2 separate regions of the Hordeum vulgare genome follow, and region 1 is linked to region 2. Evidence: chromatin contacts called from public Hi-C data. All regions are on one chromosome and are shown on one strand. The core of a region is the stretch at or near the end of the contact, and the rest is flanking DNA. Distances in the headings are between cores, read along the strand shown.

Region 1 (4,459 bases), core at 1,208-3,707, 160 kb before region 2:
CGGATGTCGACCCTCTCAGACACTGCGGCCGCCTTTTGACCAGAGAAAACGTACAGCTAACGAAGAAATCGTTGGTAGGAATCCATGGGGCGTGGATGCATGGTCAACCAAAGCGAGTTCCCCGGTCGGCCGTGCTCGTGCGACACACACGCCCACGCCACGCGCGACCCGTCCGTCCGTCCGTTCGTTACATGGGAAGAAGTGACGAAGGATGCTGAGCGAACTGAAAGGCGCAGCGCGCGCGCGCGCGCACCCGGCACGCCGTCGCCGCCTGAAAAGAGCGTCGAGATCAAGACAGAGCGGCGCCTCCACCCGGGGGCTCTGAATCAGATCGAATCCAACCACCTTTGTTGACCCGCCCCGACCGACTCGGTGGCCTTTACGAGGACCGTTTCTTTCTTTCTTTCTTTCTTCCCCCCTTCCCTTTCCCCAGACGCACTTCAAAAGCAGGCTTCGGCTTCACGCACGCACGCACGACCGACCCAGTTGAGCTTGTGCGTATCCACCAACGAATCGAACAAAATTCGAATCGATCCATCTACGTACGTACGTACGTAGAGTAATTCCTGGCCTTTTCTACCGGCTGGTGTCCAGGTTCGTGAAGAAAACAAATGTCTACCGGCGGCAAGCAAGGGGACAGACACGGACGAAACAGCGGGGAACCTGTTGCTGGCCGGGCAGTGCTGTGCGTGCAACGGCTGCCTCGTTGCCGCCCTAGACGACATTCGTGCCAACTTGGAACCTAGCTACTACGCCCCGGCCCGGATTACGGCCTCTTTTTACGGTACGTGGCAGCGTGAGACGAGCCTGCCTGCATGCATGCATGGACCGACCTGGAATCACCTTCTGCCACACGTACGCGCTGGTCCTGCCCTCGGTGTTGGTGAAACAAGACCGGGTAAAAAAAAACAAGATCGGGCCAGACAGCGATTTTGTATTCAAAAATTGGAACCAGCTGAAGGCTAGCGCAGATGTCAAAGAAAACTACTCCCTTTCTAAATATAAGTCTTTTTAGACATTTCATTAGAGGGCTACATACGAAGCAAAATGAATGAATCTATATTCTAAATTATGTCTATATACATCTGTATGTAGTCTTTTTAGTGAAACCTCTTAAAAGACTTATATTTAAGAACGGAGGGAGTAGCTACGTGCATGTGCAAGCGTATGATACCGCTGGTCAATGTGCGCCGGAATCAGATCGAGCCCAACTGCTAGTGCCTTTGTAGTTTTGTTGACCCGATTTCCCTGCGGTCCGGGCATCTCCTCCTTCCTTTCGGCAGCGAAAAGGCACGTAGATAGATTTATGCACGCCCGCACGCACGCACGAACCAGGGATCGATCGACGGCGCAAACGTGCACCGGGAGATCTTCAAATCTGCAAGCCATCGTGTACGCGTCCGCAGCTGCAATTTCCTTCCTGCCCGAGCCAGCCCGTGTCCATTTTCCAGCTCCCGGAGAAAAGAAACGGAATTTGCTGGCTGGCGGCCTCCAGGAGACACGGGGGAAACCGCAAGGAACCTGCTGCTGGCTGGTAAACCGCATTCACTGGACGGATGGACGCGTTTGCAGCGATTGCCTCGATGCCTTGACCCAACAGCATGGGTCGTGTCAACAAGTAGTCGTGCCAACACGGAGTTCAATCTATCACGTCTCACTTGCCAGTCACCACGCCGGTGACAGTTAATTTCCTTCTGGTTTTGTTCGTCCGGAAACTACTCCACTGGTTTACAGTCAGCTTCTTTACTTTATTTACGGCGCCGGGCGGCGATGTGGTCCTACCTAGCTTCTCCCGCCGGAACAGTGACGCCTGGTCTTGAGCTGCTGGTTAATGGCGCGCATAGAGAAACAAAATTCATGGTCAAACACGTACGGTGGGACGAAACGGCAGCTGGTGGACGTCGCCCCGCTGCTCACTGCTCACGTACGTACGTACAAAACACAGAGTCGAACAACGCGGCCGTACTGTTTAGCGCGTGGAGACGAGACGATCTCCTGGTCCGAAGCCTGGACCAGTTAACCACTGTGCCCAGTGAAGAGTCGCTAGCTAGCTAGCTGGGTGGTCATGCAAAGCGCGCCACGCCGCTGATAAATCGCACACATGTCCTATGCACGTACGGCCCTCCTCCTCCTCCTCTTCCATGCTGCTACTAATTATAATTTCTCGTTTATCACAAGTAAAATAAAAAAACGGTCCCTCATTTTTAAAATTTATTTAGAAGCGAATAAAGCAATCTAGCACTACCAGCATGTGTGATGTGTCAGCCTAATAACACGGCCATTGTCTGTTTAGCAGCGGCGACAGTTGGGAAATACGCACAACAAAATCATTCTGTCCTGAGGCTGAGCGAGGGGCGTGGCTTTCCCGGAAATGCCCCGCCAGTTGCCCTAGAATTTCCCACCAAACCCCTCCACCGCCGCCGCCCCTCCCCTCCGCTCCGGTTCCATTCCTTCTCCACCCCCACCTCTCTCTACTCCCTCCCCCCACTCCTCTCCACCCAGCCTCCTCGTCTCCTCCGTTCCCGATTAAATCGCGGTCCAAAACCCCTCCTCCGGTCCACCGCCGCCCCTGCCCCGCCATGTCGCCGGCCGCTGGAGGCGCCGCGCCCACGCAACCGGCGGCCAGCGCCGCCCTGGCGCCGGCGGCGATCGCCGCGCCGCCGCCCCAGGCACCGTCACGGGAGAACCCGCGCGATCCGGCCGAGGGGGCCGATCCCGGCAATGCGGCGGCGAGGAAGACGGCGTGGAACGTGCCGCCGCCGCCGCCCCCCGCCGCCGGCGGCATCATGGGCGGCGACGAGTCCTGGCCGGCGCTCGCGGACTCGGCTGCGCGGGCCTGGCCCAAGTCCGCCTCCTCGGACTCCCTCTCCGATGGCTCCGCCCCCTCCGCCCCGGTAACTGAATCCCCCCATCAAGTTTCACACGTGTACTGTGCTGATGCATCTGGGAAACCGCTTCTCGTGTTCAGTTTTTTTCTTCCCAGCACTGCCTGATGAATTTTTTGGTGTCTGATGAATGAATCTGTGGATGTAATCAGGAGGATTCGATTGTGCCGCCGCCGCAGCAGCCACAGCGGGTTTCTACTCCGATCTCTACTGCCCCAAGCACAAGCCCAGGCCCTGCCTCAACCTCTCATACTCCCAGTGCCACCACCACCACGGCCTCGTCGCCGCGGAACGGCAGCACTAGCCAGCCAATTTTAGTTCGGCATGGTGGCGGTAACGGTGGTAACAGTGGAGGGGGCGGCGGTGGCAATGTGAGTACTCATAGCCAGAGCACCGGTAATTATAGCAGTGATGGAAACAGCAGTAGTGGTGGTGATGGTAACTGGAACGATGGGGGTCTTAGTGGTGGCAGCAACTTGAACTCTGGTGTTCATAGCGGCGCCATTGGTGGCAGTGGTGTTGACCATAATAGGAGGGTGTTTGGCGGTAACAATTGGAATGGCAACGGTCGTGGTGGTGGTGGTGGTGGTGGTGGTAGCTATAACAATGCCACCGGGAGTGGTGATGGGGGATACAGATATAACGGCGGTAGTGGCAGCGGCCACTGGAACAATAATGCCCGACATGGTAGTGGTAACAACAACGGCTTTGGTGGTCGTGGCGGTCGGAATCGTCGTGACCACGAAAGAGGGAGTAATTTCTCGCCAAGGAACTATTCCCGAGCATTGCCAATGCCGCAGCAGCAGGGCTATTACCAGCCTGGACCATTTCAACGGCCGCCGCCGCAATCACCTGCTGCTGCCCATTTTATGATGCCACCTTTCGTGTCATATGTGCAACCCATTGCGTACCCCTGTAAGTTAATTCATCCTGTGTCATCCTTTAGACCTTTACTATCAATTCTTATCTCTTTTGTAACGTGGTTAGTGTGTAAATATGCAGCTGATTTACAGGTCTCCTATCCTTACTATGTCACACAAGTTGAGCAGCAGTTTCAGAACATGCATCTTATCCGACCGCCAATGCAGCCTTTGGCGCTTCAGCAAGATCAAATAAAACTCCAAAATGATATCCAGCTGCAGATTGAGCACTATTTTAGGTAGTGAATCTACTTCATAATTCTTGAGAAGTTATTGTTGTTTTTATGCTAATTGTTTGTTTTGCTTTTTTTTTGTTAGCACTAATAATCTTTGCCACGACACATACTTGAGAGAACGTATGGATGATCAAGGATGGGTACCTATTGACTTAATCGCTGGATTCCCTATGGTCTGTCTTTTAATTCTCATTTGGTTCCTTTTTTCATGTCAGTTCAGGATGTAGCCTTTCTGTTGTTCTAAATCTCTCCTGACAGGTTTAACGCTAGTGTGATACCTCTGCTGATTGTACTTTCACATATTAGATAACTTATGTTGCAAGATCGGAACTTGGAAATTTACTTGGTACACTATTCTACGAATGACTATGAGTTCGTGAGTTTGTTTCGTAAACGGCAAGATTGTATCTACATTTAC
Region 2 (3,946 bases), core at 1,374-3,873:
TTTCAATATGCCTGAAAAGTGAAGAAAAATGACATACAAAACGTTTCTGGTGCAAGATTAATGTGCCTAGCCTGGTTATCCTCCATATACGGAATAATCAAGTATACCAAGGGAAGTTTCAATATATTAGGTTTGCAGACAGTAGACAAAACAGTGAATGAAGTGGTGACTTCGACTAAATTTGCTCATCCATTCGGGGAGATTAAGTTGCATTTCATCATATTATCCTTTCACATATAGTGATGTGGGTATGGAAAACGAAGGACGACATAATTCATGGTTGATTTCTTGGCAATGTTCTGACTTATGAGTTATGAGTTGAGTGCTTCGGGTATCCACAGGTCTTATGAAGGCTGAAGTGTTAACTTTGAGTAATTTGTAATGATGGTTTCTGAAACTGTCATTTTAGTGTCAGCTTCTCTAGTATTTTTTGTGTAAGCTAGGTCCTGAACTATAAGGCTTGTGGTTGGGGGTGATCTAGGGCCAAGAAGCTCATTTTATTTGAAAGAAAAAATGAAGTACGACTGTAGCAATATTAGCATGCTAGGCAAATGACGCAATGTTCACCAGCTACTTGCAAAAAAAAGGAAAAAGGTCTCCAGCCTCTGCATTATTATTTTTTAAAGCAGGTACTCAACTCAGCAAGTCTTTCCAAATAATAAAAACTATGTTTTCACTATCCAGCTGAGGGCCAGTTCTTTTCAGGCTTATGGCTGGCTGTGGAAATAAACTGCCCCTTCCCCGGCCTATTCTAGAAGCCGAACATAAAATTTTATTTTAGAAGTCTACTAATTGAGGGTCAAATAGTAGGTTGAGGAGGGGGCAGCTTATTTCCACAGATATCCATAAGCCCCAAAAGAACTGGCTAAACATTAATTTTCATAGTATGAAACCACGGCAACCAGCGAACAAGTTTATTTTAAGTCCAATCTTCAAAGTAAAGCACCATAAAGAAGTGATGGATTGTGCTGGCAAACTGGCAACCAAGGTGATGATATTTTGTTTTAATTGCTTAAGAAGAACCATAGAGCTTTTATTGCTATTATGTGTTCTCATGTTATCTCAAGGGTTGGTTAACCTGATGTCAGAAGACAACACTTCTTTGTGTCCAAATGAATTATGAATAATAACAGAAGGAGCACATCTCTTGCGCAACACAAATTGCTATTTAGAAAATCAAATCAGACAAATCGTGTTGCCAATACGCCTGAAAAGTGAAGAAAATACAAAACGTTCCTGTGCAAGATTGATGTATCTAGCCTGGTTAGCCACCAGATATGAAAGAATTGTGTGTATCAGGGGAAGTTCCAATATATCAGGTTTGTAGACACTGAATGTGCTCATCCTTTCAGGGACTTTCGGTTGGATTTCATTATATTATCTTTTCACATTCAGCGACTTCAACTGAATGTACTCCGGGTAATGGAAAACGAAGGGCAGCATAATTTGTGCTTGGTTTCTTGGCATTGTTATGATTTTGAGCCGATTGCTTCGGGTATCCGCACTTCTTATGATACAGAAGTGTTTAATCAGTTCTGCTTCCAGTGGTAGCTACTACTACTAACATCACAGTATATACTACGTATTACTCAAAGGTTGCGAACCTAACATGCATAATACGTACAATCATATAGTACATGAGAAACAATATAAATGTGGGGAACAGGAAACAGCACAGGAGCATCTGTTGGGACATTACCGCAAACACCTGTTGCGCGTCCAGAACCGGGGCTCCATTCCCGGCCTTGAGATCCCACAGGCAGATCTTCTTATCATACGAGCCACTCAGCAGGAACCCCTCCTTCCTCGCGCTCCAAGCCAGCCCATACCCCTCCGCGCCATGACCCCTGAGCACGACATCCGCGCCCCGCTTCTCGCCGTCGTCCCCGAGGTGGTACACGTGCACCTCATCGACGCAAGTCTTGGTGGCCACTGTATATGGCTGCTGCGGCATGCACCGGGCGCGATTAACCTCGCCCTGATGCGGCGCCGAGCGGCCGATGGACACGGACGGGGCCGGGACGGCGCGGCCCTCGGCGGCCGCCGCCGCGGCCAGGCGCGGCGGGAGCGGGAGGACGGCGTCGACGAGCATGAGGTGGTTGGGGGAGTCGTCGGAGGCGTGGGTGCCGAGGACGAGGCGGTGGGAGCGGGCGGCGGCCGGCGACCCCGAGGGGAACCACTGGACGGTGAGCGAGGGCCACTCGAGCGGGTGCGACATGACGAGGTCGTAGAGCACCGGCGTGTTCTTCTTCCAGTTGAGGTACTCCTCCATCTCCGCGTCGGCGGCGGCCGCGGCGGCCGCGACGGCCTGGAAGGAGGAGCCGCCGTCCATTGCTGATTTGCTCTGCGCGGGAAAGTGGAGGCGGCGAACTGTCTCCCGCCAAAATGATCGGTGGTGAGGACGCCGAGGGTTTCAACGCGAGGTTTTATTGCGGATCTGATGGGCTTGTTGGGCTGCAAAGCCTAACTATATGCAAGTCATCAAGCCCAGATCTCTCAAAGAAAAGTCATCAAGCCCAGATCTCCCTCAAAAAAAAAAGTCATGAAGCCCAGATTCATGTCAGGCCCAGGATCCCACTGCCTAATAGCCCGGCTAGTCTACGAGCTTCTGGTCCTCGCATTGGATTCCTCAATCCGCCGCCCCCGCCGCCGCGATGATGCAGCACATGCCGTCGCCGGCGAGGCTAGGCGTGACAGCCTCGTCGCCGTCGCTCCCGCCCAACCAGTCTCCCGCAAACCCCACCTCGTCGCCGCCGCAGGCCAACCCGCCGTCCGCGAGCGCGGCGGCGGCTGCAGCCGGAGCCGGAGCCGCGGTCCCAACCCTAACCACCTCGCCGGCGCTGCTCCCGCTCCTGCCGCCGCTCCCGCGCGCGCAGTCGCTGCTCCACCTCATCTCCTCCCTCGCCTCCAACCTCTTCGAGCTCTCGCCCAACCGCGCCGCCTGGATCTCGTCGTACAGGGGCTCCCTCCCCAACTTCCTCGCGTCGTCGTCGGCTTCCGCGGCGCCTACGCCGCTGCCGGCCCCCGTCTCCACCACCAAGGAGGCGATGTCGATGCTCACCTCCCTCCAGACGCAGCTCTTCGAGACCGTCGCCGAGCTGCAGGAGACCCTCGACCTGCAGGACGCGCGCGCCAAGCTCGCTCGCGAGGCGCGCGCCAAGGATGCTTCGCTGCTCGCCTTCGCGAAGAAGCTGCGTGAGGCCCACCACGTGCTTGACCGCCTCGTCGACGACTACGCCGACTACCGCCGCGATCCCAAGCGCCCGCGTGGCGCAGCGGCTGTCGACGAGCCCGAGCCGGTGTCGCAGGGCGACTTCGGCGCGTCCCTCCACTCCAAGCTCAAGCTGGACGACATCTTGACCTATGCGCATCGCATAAGCTACACGACTTTTGCGCCGCCGGAGCATGGTGCTGGGCTGCCTCTGAGGGGTGCATTGCCGCCTGCGCCACAGGATAACGAGCTGCGGATGTCGCAGCTGTATCAGTTTGCTGATTTGGATGTTGGGGTGCCCAAGAAACCCCTGGAAACCAAGGAGGGGCTCACAGCAGAGATGGAGTCCATGCCGCTGTTCGAGCTACCGGAGGAAGAGCCTCCGCGGCCATCTATGCTACCAATCACGGTGCCACCAGGGTGGCAGAAAGGTTTGCCTGCTCTGCTTCCTGCTTTTCCAATGCCACCACCTGGATGGAAGCCTGGGGACCCGATCGAGCTGGGTGGCATCATTCCTGCTGTCAAGCCTGATGAACAACGACCCAGTGTACCAATTCCTGTTGGGGTGCAACCAATGGTGCCAAGGGCCCAAGAGCCAATACAGGTCGCGGCTGTGAACCTTGAAATCAGTTCTAGCAGCGATGAGTACAGTAGCGACGTCGGGAGCTCAGATGAAGACGATGAGGACTAATGCTTTTGTAAGCTCGACCATTTCGTCATTTGTGTGTTTCCATA

The links. A called contact is a pair of places that touch in the nucleus more often than the background predicts.
Region 1: a contact with region 2 is called in a Hi-C map of seedling, with 4 times the contacts expected there. The contact joins the promoter of LOC123400185 here to the promoter of LOC123400179 in region 2. A contact is called at or near these places in 5 of 6 Hi-C or Micro-C datasets (leaf, seedling and an unstated tissue) and 1 of 1 datasets of contacts at active chromatin or transcription factors (embryo).

What each region holds. Positions count from the first base shown.
Region 1 is chr5H:505,300,950-505,305,408 of MorexV3_pseudomolecules_assembly, reverse strand. LOC123400185 (la-related protein 1B-like) reads left to right here and starts at 2,457. Exons shown (of 7, transcript XM_045094603.1): 1 at 2,457-2,894; 2 at 3,038-3,800; 3 at 3,888-4,044; 4 at 4,124-4,214. The coding sequence starts at 2,580.
Region 2 is chr5H:505,146,362-505,150,307 of MorexV3_pseudomolecules_assembly, reverse strand. It overlaps LOC123400179 (mediator of RNA polymerase II transcription subunit 4), which reads left to right and starts at 2,623. Exons shown (of 1, transcript XM_045094599.1): 1 at 2,623-3,946. The coding sequence starts at 2,655. The coding sequence ends at 3,902. LOC123400180 (histone-binding protein MSI1 homolog) reads right to left here and starts at 2,392. Exons shown (of 5, transcript XM_045094600.1): 1 at 1,700-2,392. The coding sequence starts at 2,332.